Regions from separate parts of the Macaca mulatta genome. Here region 2 is linked to region 1. The links are chromatin contacts, called in public Hi-C maps. All regions are on one chromosome and are shown on one strand. The core of a region is the stretch at or near the end of the contact, and the rest is flanking DNA. Distances in the headings are between cores, read along the strand shown.

What was found. Hi-C and Micro-C count contacts between places; a contact is called where the count stands out from the background.
Region 2: a contact with region 1 is called in a Hi-C map of fetal cortex germinal zone, with 5 times the contacts expected there. The contact joins the promoter of ASGR1 here to the promoter of SLC16A11 in region 1. A contact is called at or near these places in 3 of 14 Hi-C or Micro-C datasets (fetal cortex germinal zone, fetal cortical plate and liver).

Annotation. Positions count from the first base shown.
Region 1 is chr16:8,516,071-8,521,266 of T2T-MMU8v2.0, forward strand. It overlaps SLC16A11 (solute carrier family 16 member 11), which reads right to left and starts at 3,200. Exons shown (of 5, transcript XM_015118415.3): 1 at 2,886-3,200; 2 at 2,421-2,628; 3 at 2,039-2,182; 4 at 1,108-1,875; 5 at 733-1,020. The coding sequence starts at 2,622. The coding sequence ends at 791.
Region 2 is chr16:8,661,739-8,666,627 of T2T-MMU8v2.0, forward strand. It overlaps ASGR1 (asialoglycoprotein receptor 1), which reads right to left and starts at 2,029. Exons shown (of 10, transcript XM_077970163.1): 1 at 1,794-2,029; 2 at 1,114-1,258. The coding sequence starts at 1,183.

The DNA of each region.
Region 1 (5,196 bases), core at 1,950-4,449:
GAGGGCCGGACGCAGTGGCTCTCACCTGTAATCTCAACACTTTGGAAGGCCGAGGCGGGTGGATCACGAGGTCAGGAGTTTGAGACCAGCCTGGCCAACATGGTGAAACCCCGTCTTTACTAAATACAAAAATTAGCCGGGCGTGGAGGCATGTGCCTATAATCGCAGCTACTGGGGAGGCTGAGGCAGGATAATTGCTTGAACCCGGGAGGCGGAGGTTGCTGTGAACCAAAATTGCACCACTGCACTCTAGCCTGGGCGACAGAGCAAGACTCTGTCTCAAAAAAAAAAAAAAAAGAAAGAAAAAGAAAGAAAAGAAATTGAGAGAATGCTGAGGGCACAGGTTATAGATGTGTGGATAGCTTTGGTAGAACTGAAGTCTGAGCCTAGGATTCTTGTATTTCCCTCAGGGTCATAGAAGGAGATTGAAATGCAGGGAAGAGTTAGTCTGGGAGGTCTGGGGACTAGGGTAAGGGACATGAAGATGGGGCAGATAGCACCCACGAGCAACCCACCTCCAACCCCAGCAACACACTGAAACCGGCTGCCAGACAACTTTGCAAAGATTCCCTGTTCCGGCCAGGACTTGGGCAAAGAGAAATGGGTTGCCTGGACAGACAGTCGCCCTTCTTCATACCCAGGGCCTCCTGGGATCCTGTTCCTTTGAACCAGCCTTTCTGGCTGTCTTAAGTAGAATATTTTCAGGGTCCTAGATGGGTGAACAGTTGGAGGTTTCAGGAAAACCCAATAAAAATTCTTTATTGGGGGAGGGGCTCAAACAGGAAAATAATCAACAAGTGGTGTCCAGAGTGGAGCGAGGGCCTCCTGGGGACAGCAAGACTGCCTGGGGAGCGGGAAGCAGCTCCCCCCTCTCTGGGGGAGGCGTGGCTGGAGGGGAGGCTGGACCACAGGAGGGCAGCGCCTTGGGCAACCCTATGTAGATGAAGCTGCCGGAGAGGATCAAAGAGCCAGACACCAGGAAAGAGGTGGTGAAGTCTCCTGTCTCATCCCTTAGGAAGCCTGAGGAGATGGGTAAGGGAATTTAGAAGCCCCTAACCCCAGGGGCAGAGGATAGTTGTAGGCAGATCTGCGAGCTCAGGTCCTTACCTGATAGGGGAGGGCCCAGGAGCCCTCCGAGGCTCATCAGCATCATCACCAGTCCCGTGGCCTGCACCACACCTCCGATGCCCACCAGCCCGGGGAGCACACCGAAAACCAGCGGGGCGTAACTGCCCGCGCTCAGCCCATAGGCCACAGCCGCGGCCAGCAGGGGACCCCCCCAACTCTCTTCGCCCCCCACCACGGGCACCAGTCCCACTACCCACAGCCCCAGCCCAGTCAGAGCCCCGAATACGGCCAGCAGCCGCGGGAGAGGCACCCAGCCTTGGTCTGCCAGCCACCCGCAGACCAGCCGGGCGCCCGCATCACCCACCGCAGCCACGGCCACCACCAGCGCTGCCCCGTATCCCCCCAGGCCCCGGTCTAAAGCGTGGGGGGCCAAGTGCACGTAAGGAACGAAGTACCCGCCCCCAACCAGGGCTGTGCCTAGAGCAAAGATCGAGAAGGCCCGGCGTGTGAAGAGTCCCAGGCCGAGGGCAGCTAAGGGACTACGCGGTGGGGCTGGGGGGTCGCCAGGAAGGGCCAGGGGTAGCAGCAGGGCGCCACAAGGAGTGAGGTGGAGGGTGATCGCGCCGAGAAGGAGCAGAGCGCCCCGCCAGCCGAAAGTATCGAGGAGAAGCTGCAAGGCAGGCGCCAGGAGCAGCGAGGAGGCCCCGTTGCCAGTGAGCGCCAGCCCCACCGCCAAGACTCGACGGCGGGAGAAGTAACGCGAGAGGGTGCCTAGGGCAGGGGCGAACACCAGGGCCCAACCAGAGCCTGCGAATGAATGGGAGGGGATGTGGGCCGGCACTGGGGACGCCCTCCCCAGCATTCCCAGTCCTGCTCTCCGCACCAGGCCCTCGCCTCGTTCGCTACCCCAGTCCCATAAGCTCCTGTCCCCAGTTCACCCTGAATGACCCGGGCATCCCCCTTCCCTCACCAGCGAGGAGGCCCAGGCCGAGGTAGAGGTGCAGCAGACTGCGGGCGAAAGCCGAGAAGACGAAGCCCAGCGAGGCGAGGACACCCCCAACCATCACCACCGTGCGGGCTCCCCAGCGCGTGCTCAGGGCGCTGCCCACCGGGCCTGGAAGGGGGCGGAGTCAATAAAAGACACGCCCCCGGGCCCCCAAACTCTCTCCAACACCTCTCATTGGCTGTTTACCTCCCTCGAACTAATGGTTCCTCTCCTTGACCTTAAGATGCACTCTTTTCTAGAGCCGGTCGTCCTTTCTCAGGTTGTCGGGTAATCAGGGGGGTCTCCCATCCCTCCACTCACAGCCCCTCCTCCCCGTTCCCGTCTCTCGCCTCAGAGCCCGCCTCACTGGCTGCCTGCTGCACCGCCAGGGCCAGGGCGCTGATCCACGCAGTGTCCTGGGCGCTTCGGTCAAAGTGCTCGGCAAGGTCAGGGAAGGCAAGGCCCAGCGAGCGCAGCAGCCCGTAGGACAGCCCGTTCACTGCGAAGGCTGCGGCCGCCACCACCCAGCCCCAGCCCCCGTCCGGGGGTCCGGCGGGCTGGGGGGTCATCGCCGTCTGCGGGGGTAGGCAAACACCTGTGAGAGAAGCCTCTACGCCTGTGCTTCCGCTGGGAAGCTGGCATCCCTGAGATCCAGCCTCTGGCTGCTCCCCCGGGGTGGGCGGGTCACCCCGAGCGCGATGGCGCAGAGCAGAGGGAGCCGGAGCCAGGCCTAGGGCTGGAACTCCCGGGTCCGCGCGAGGTACCAGGACGGGGACAGCCAGATCCCCCAGGCCCGGGGCTCCCCGTCCCACGTACACTCCTTCCCCCTTACCCGACCTCTCCGGGCTGTGCGGGGAGGGGAAGGGCGAGGAAGGGCTGGGCCCGGCTTTCTCTCCGCTTCCCAGGCGGGCGGGGGCCCCGAAGGGGAGCGAGAGCAGCGATGGAGCCCAACTTGGACAAGCTCTCTCGGTAAACAGAGATCACCACAGGGGCCCGAGCCACCTGGGACGCCGGGGGTACGGAGGGCGGGGGCGAGCTGAAACAACCAATCAGCCAAGCCGCGGGTGAGGCCAGACACCAGTCCCACGGGGATTGAATTATGTACACACACAACCCCCAGCCCCGGGGAGGGAGTGGAGAGGAATGAATGCCGAGGGGCCCTGCCCTGCTCACACCCATGCACCTGCTGCCTGCTGCGCGCAGGGGAGACACGTGGATTGCAAACCCCAGCGAGCCCGAGCCCGGGGTCCACCGCCAACGCGGGGAAATATGGATGGTCCCAAAAGCCTGAGGGGATGAGTAGTTTTGTTTTCAGGAACATTGCTTAGGACCAGGTAGACCTCGGATATCAGATCACAGACTTCCACTGAGTGCCAGAGCTGTGCTTAGAATAGCAGACCCCCAGGCCGGGCACGGTGCACGCCTATAATACCAGCACTTTGGAAGGCCGATATGGGTGGGTCACCTGAGGTCAGGAGTTCGAGACCAGCCTGGCCAACGTGGCGAAACACCATCTCTACTAAAAAAACAAAGAAATTGGCCAGGCATGGTGGCACGAGCCTGTATTCCTAGCTACTCTGGAGGCTGAGGCAGGGGAATCTCTTGAACCCAGGAGGCAGAAGTTGCAGTAAGCCAAGATCATGCCACTGCACTCCAGCCTGGGCGACAGAGCAAGAGTCTGTCTCAAAAATAAATGAATAAATAAATAAATAAAATAACAGGCCCCCAAGGATAGAGGGTGAAACAGGACTCTCTCAAAGTGAAGACCTGTGATGTGCCAGGCACTGTTTACACATGCTATCATTTCATCTTATAATAACCCTATGAAGAAGTTGTTGCTCTCTTTTATTCATTTATTTTTTTTTAGATGGAGTCTCACTCTGTAGCCTAGGCTGGAGTGCAGTGGCGAGATCTTGGCTCACCACAACCTCTGCCTCCTGGGTTCAAGCGATTCTCCTGCCTCAGCCTCCCGAGTAGCTGGGATTACAGGCACATGCCACCACTCCTGGCTAATTTTTGTATTTTTTAGTAGAGATGGGGTTTCGCCATGGCCAGACTGGTCTGGAACTCATGACCTCAGGTGATCCACCACCTTGGCCTCCCAAAGTGCTAGGATTACAGGAGTCAGCCACCGCGCCCGGCTGGTGTCGTGCCTCTTTTATAGATGCAGTAACTGAAGCTCACAGGGAAAAAATGGTGTGAATATTTGAATTTAGGTCTGTCCAACTGTGGGACCTACAGGGAGAACAATCCTGGAACTGAAACAAAATCTGGCACAGTTAAGAGAAATATCCTGGATACAGCTTGATGCAAACTGCCCTGGAAAGGGCGGAACCATTGCAGGGACAGAAAACACAGGATTCTAAAATAAGGGGTCACTGGGAATAGAAAGGATTCTTGAGATCAGAATCTCTAAACACTTAGGTTAGAATTTTATTTTTTACGTATGTATGTATGTATGTATGTATGTATGTATTTACAGAGACAGGGTCTGGTCCAGGCTGAAGTGTAGTGGTGCCGTTATGGCTCCCTGCAGCCTCGACCTCCCAGGCTCAAGCGATCCTCCAACTCAGCCTCCCGAGTAGCTGGGACTACAGGCTCCACGCCACCATGCCTGGCTAAATTTGTTCATTTTTTGTAGAGAGGGGGTCACAGTATGTTGCACAGGCTGGTCTCAAGCTCCTGGACTTCAGCAATCCTTCCACCTTGGTCTCCCAAAGTGCTGAGATTACAGTCTACCATGCCTGGCCAGGTTAGAATTTTGAAAGCAAAGTAAGAAATCAGGTCATGGAACCCAGGTATTGATTTTTTGAAACACTTTATAGAAAATGTCCTTTTTGACAGGTTGACATTCTTTACCTCAGCTGTTTGAATTCCCAGGTGTGTTCTTTGGTTTAATTATTAAACATAGGATAGAACATTCAGCAACCTAAGTTGGGATCATGCATCCACCGAGCCACATGATGGCAGTGTTTCCTAATTGTTGGGAAAGAATCTGCCTGTAAAGACAAGAAAAACGCTTCTTAAGGAGCGCAACTGTAAACATGAAAAACACAGCATGACCTTCAACGGCTCTCCACTGCCTAAAGAGGGAAAAAATTACATTTCTGTACTCTGTACAGGCCTTTTACAAGAATCAAAGG
Region 2 (4,889 bases), core at 779-3,278, 140 kb after region 1:
CCTAGTAGTCTAGGAGGAACCATGCACATGAAAAAATGCGGGCGGTGGGCGACCCTGCAGGGCCAGAGGCAACTGGAAATCGGGGAGAAAAGAGGGCTGGGGAGGGGGGCTAAGCGCTGAGCCGCCCCATCCCACTGAGGCCCTGAGCTTTTGCTGACACCTAATGGCATGACTGCGTCACTGCAGCCAATCCAGGAGCCTCGGTCCACCCCCTCCTCCCGCGCCTTGCAACGCAAGTGAGTGACCCGCGCCTCGGAGCCGCTGCTGCTTCCCCTGAAAGTGGGAAAAGGCGGGAGGTTTCTTTCTCTGTCCGTGAATTCCCCTCGTCTTTGGCTGCGCGCAGGGAGAGAAGGTGCAATAGCTACCCTTCAGGCCCTCAAGTCTTCCACCCAGCAGGGGGAAGAGACACGTTAGCCCTGTGTCCTGAGAGTTGGAGGGTGGGGGGCCCGCCTGGGGCTCTCCCTGGCCTCTCTCCTCCGCTGCGGACCCTCCTTCCGTCAAAACGCGCTGCACCCCATCCCCCAAGATCTTCAGCCTTGCCCAGCCTAAACAAGTGCCTGCTCGGAGGACAAAGAAATGGGTCAAGGGGAATTTGCTTTTGAAGCAAGAGGGTGTCGTTCTCCCTCAGGTCAGAGATCCCTCATCCCCCGTCACAGAATCCTCAGACCCTTCGCAGAAACCTTTGCCCACTTCACCAAACTGATCACTGACACACACAGGCACGCGCACACGCACACACGCGCACACACACGCACGCACGACCAGGGCTCCCTGGGTGGCGTTGGAAGGGGAAAGGAAGAGGGGCCTGACTTCGTCATAGAAAGCCAACAGTGACCTCATCTTTCCAACTTCCAGCTGTTCCCACACCCCCTGGGTCTACCCCCAGTGCCAGGAGGCACAGGAAAGCTTTGGGCAGCTGTCACCAAGAAAGGGACTCCAACTCCACACCCTGCCCCTCTCTTGAGAGGGGCAGCTCCGACACTTTTTCCAGTGTTGGGAGAGGGAGACAGACGCAGAGAGAGCCAGGCTCACGGGCAAGAGTAGGAGCTGTGGTTGGGGGGTGGAGAACCGCCAAATTCTCGCCTTGTAGAGGCAGGGCAAGGCGGCCCTCACCTTTTCCGAGCTGATGGTGGTCACTCTCCTCATTGTCCAGATGCTGCAGGTCCTGATACTCCTTGGTCATGTTGGGCTGGTGCTGGAGCTGGGACTGAGTCAAGGCTGAGGCTGGGGCTGAGGTGGGGGCTCACGAGGACTAGAGCTGGAATGAGGGGCCCATCTTTTTACTCCCATCTGATTGACGGCTCCATGGAGACCTTTCTTCTTTCTTTCTCTCTTTTTTTTTTTTTTTTTTTTTTTTTTTTGAGACGGAGTCTTGCTCTGTCCCCAGGCTGGAGTGCAGTGGGGCGATCTCGGCTCACTGCAACCTCTGCCTCCCAGGTTCAAGCGATTCTCCTGCCTCAGCCTCCCGAGTAGCTGGGACAACAGGCGCCCGCCACCACACCCAGCTAATTTTTTGTATTTTAGTAGAGACAGGGTTTCACCGTGTTGCCCAGGCTTGTCTTGAACTCCTGAGCTCAGGCAATCCGCCCTCCTCAGCCTCCCAATGTGCTGGGATTACAGGCGTAGGCCGCCGCGCCCGGCCGAGACCCTTCTTCTTTCCTCCGTCCACCCCCAGGCCTGACATCCAGAATCTGTCCTCTGATGTTTCCCACCAGCACCCCCCACACAGCCTGGCTTTCCTCCACAGCCCTGCACCCCCAGCCAGCCTCCCGCCGCCTCTCGACCCGTTTTACTTGCTCGGGGTCTCAGGGTCTGACTCCCAGGTTCTTCAGTGCTGTGCAGATGCCGGACTAAGGAGGGGGGCTGAAGCTTGGAGAATGGGGGTGGGTGGACAGCCGTGGACGATGGAGTGGGAGCGGGCAGGGTCCATAGGAGGGCCCTGGGCCCCGGTGTCTCTGTGTCTGCGTGTCTGTGTGTCCAAGCACGCCAAACGTGGCATCTCCAGTGCCCGGGACTTTGGACAGTAAACAGGGGTGGAAATGGATTGGGACTTAGGGGAGTGTGGGGGCGGGAGTGGGGGATGGGTTGCCTCTGCTCTCCTGCCCAGGGAGGAAAATCATGTTGCCACCACACAGGCCAGTCACCTTACTCTTCTGTGCACCGTTTGGGAGGGGTGCCAGGCCAGGAGGCACTGGGGTGGGATTTGCCATATCCCCCCTCCCTCCCCGTTTCGCTTCCTGCCTCTAAATTCCCCAGAACTATTGGTGTCTCCAAATATCCCCGAACAGGATCAGAGGAACCGGTTCTCTGCTCTTGCCCAATCCAGGCCTGTGACCCTGGCACATGAGCTGCAGGCCCCAGTTCCCTGCGGGGCCGAGCCCCAGGCTTCCCAGCTCTGGCCTGACTTGCTTCCCTCTCCTGGGGAGTAAAGTCTTCCAAGCAGCATGAGGGCCGGTTTGGTTCCGGGAGAGGCAGGCGAGCCTCCGCTGGGACTGGTGCCAGCAAACCTCCATTCGCTGTTACTCTGTGCCTCAGGTCACCGCGTTCATGAACTTCTCTCATTATCCCCAGAGCACATCACATTTCACAGATGAGAAAGCTAAGGCCCTATAAGGTAAGAGCTTGCCCAGGGTCATGCTGCAAGGACGCAGCAAAGGGTACACTAGAACCTGAGCAGCCTGACTTCAGGCACTGCGTTCAGGCCCCAAAACCACACCCAGAGCCAGGATCCCATCCGGTTGACACAGCTGGGCTCCAGTGTCCCAGAGATGCTAAACCATGGTCCCTTACAGCCCCACGGAGCTTCAGAGAGAGCCATGTGAATTTGAATTATGCTCACTTGGAAATCAGACAGTATTAAAGATAATCTTGGCTGGGCGCAGTGGCTCACGCTTGTAATCCCAGCACTGTGGGAGGCCAAGGCGGGTGGATCACCTGAGGTCAGAGGTTCAAGACCAGCCTGGCCAACATGATGAAGCCCCGTCTCTACCAAAAATACAAAAATTAGCGGGGCATGGTGGTGCATGTCTGTAATCCCAGCTACTCAGGAAGCTGAGGCAGGAGAATCGCTTGAACCGAGGAGGCAGAGGTTGCAGTGAGCCAAGATCGTGCCACTGCATTCCAGTCTGGTGACAGCAAGACTCCATCTCAAAAAAAAAAAAAAAAAGATAATAAATTTAAGCTGGCTACAGTGGCTCATGCCTGTAATCCCAGCACTGTGGGAGGCCAAGGTGGGCGGATCACCTGAGGTCAGGAGTTTGAGACCAGCCTGGCCAACATGGTGAAACTGCATCTCTACTAAAAATATAAAAATTAGCCAGGTGCAGGCCTGTAATCCCAGCTACTCGGGAGGCTGAGGCAGGAGAATCGCTTGAACGCGGGAGGCGGAGGTTGCAGTGAGCTGAGATCGCGCCATTGCACTCCAGCCTGGGTGACAAGAGCAAGACTTTGTCTCAAAAAAAAAAAGGTAATAAGTCTCACTTTAGGTCCAAATGTGAAGTCATCCAAATCCTACTTTACAGTTATTTCAGTGAGAAAACAAGGCTTGAATTTTGAGAATTTTCAATGATGTGAGATATTCAGGAACACATCCCTTGCATAAAATGTGACAGCTCTGTGTGTGCCCTCCTTTGTCTGTGTCCTGACAACCACCGTGTCATTTACATGTGCTGGGACAATGGCCAATGATTTTGTTGACTGTTGGGCTGTTAATTAAACATCCTCTAATATAATCACTTACAATCTGGCTTATTCAGGCAAATGAACCTACATTATTTCGGTCGGAATAGTGGTCACCTGGTTGGGTGCGGTGACTCATGCCTGTAATCCCAGCACTTTGGGAGACCGAGCCAGGCGGATTAACTGAGGGTCAGGAGTTCGAGACCAGCCTGGCCAACATGGCAAAATCCTGTCTCTACTAAAAATACAAAAATTAGCCAGGTATGGTGGCAGGCACCTGTGGTCCCAGGTACATGGGAGGCTGAAGTGGGAGAAATGCTTGAACCTGGGAGACAGAGGTTGCAGTGAGCCGAGATCGTGCCACTGCACTCCAGTGTGGGCGCAGAGAGAGACACTGCATCTCAAAAAAAAAAAAAATTCTTTTTTTTTTTTTTGAGATGGAGTCTCGCTCTGTCACCCAGGCTGGAGTGCAATGGCGCAATCTTGGCTCACTCCAGGCTCCACCTCCCGGGTTCGCACCATTCTCCTGCCTCCTCCTCCCAAGTGGCTGGGACTACAGGTGCCCGCCACCATGCCTCCCTCGCAGAAATAGTGACTAGCCGAGAGCACAAGAGGCGCTTGGGGATGATGGAAAAGTTCAGCTCCTGGGTCTGGATGCTGGTTACACCATGGTGGTGTTCCGCTTGCAAAACTGCAGAAAGCTGTGCACTTATGATATGTGCATTTTTCTGTTTGCACATTATACTAGAGTAAGAGACTTTCAAATCTGATTTCTACTCTATAACCCTCATTCCCCAAACTCATTGATTAGGGGGCAGGGCTTGGATCAGTGCTAAAAAACACCCTCCAAAGCCAATAACATTTATTCTATTATTATTATTATTAGAGATGAGGGTCTCACTGTGTTGCCCAGACTGATCTCAAACTCCTGGCCTCAAGTAATCCTCCCTCCCCAGCCTCCTGAGTACCTAGGATTACAAGTTCGTGCCACCACACTTGGCAAAGCAAGTAACTTTAGAACGGAAGTCAGAGATGGAAGGGAAACAAATAATACCATGTACCAGGCCACTAACTTCCAGGCCCTCTGCAAAATACCAGAGATAATACTGAAAACGAAAAAGTAGCTAAAAACAAAACTATGCCACAATGGCAGTAGATCGATGCCCTCTGAGAATTCACGCATCCTTTACATTTATTCCTTTAAGAATATG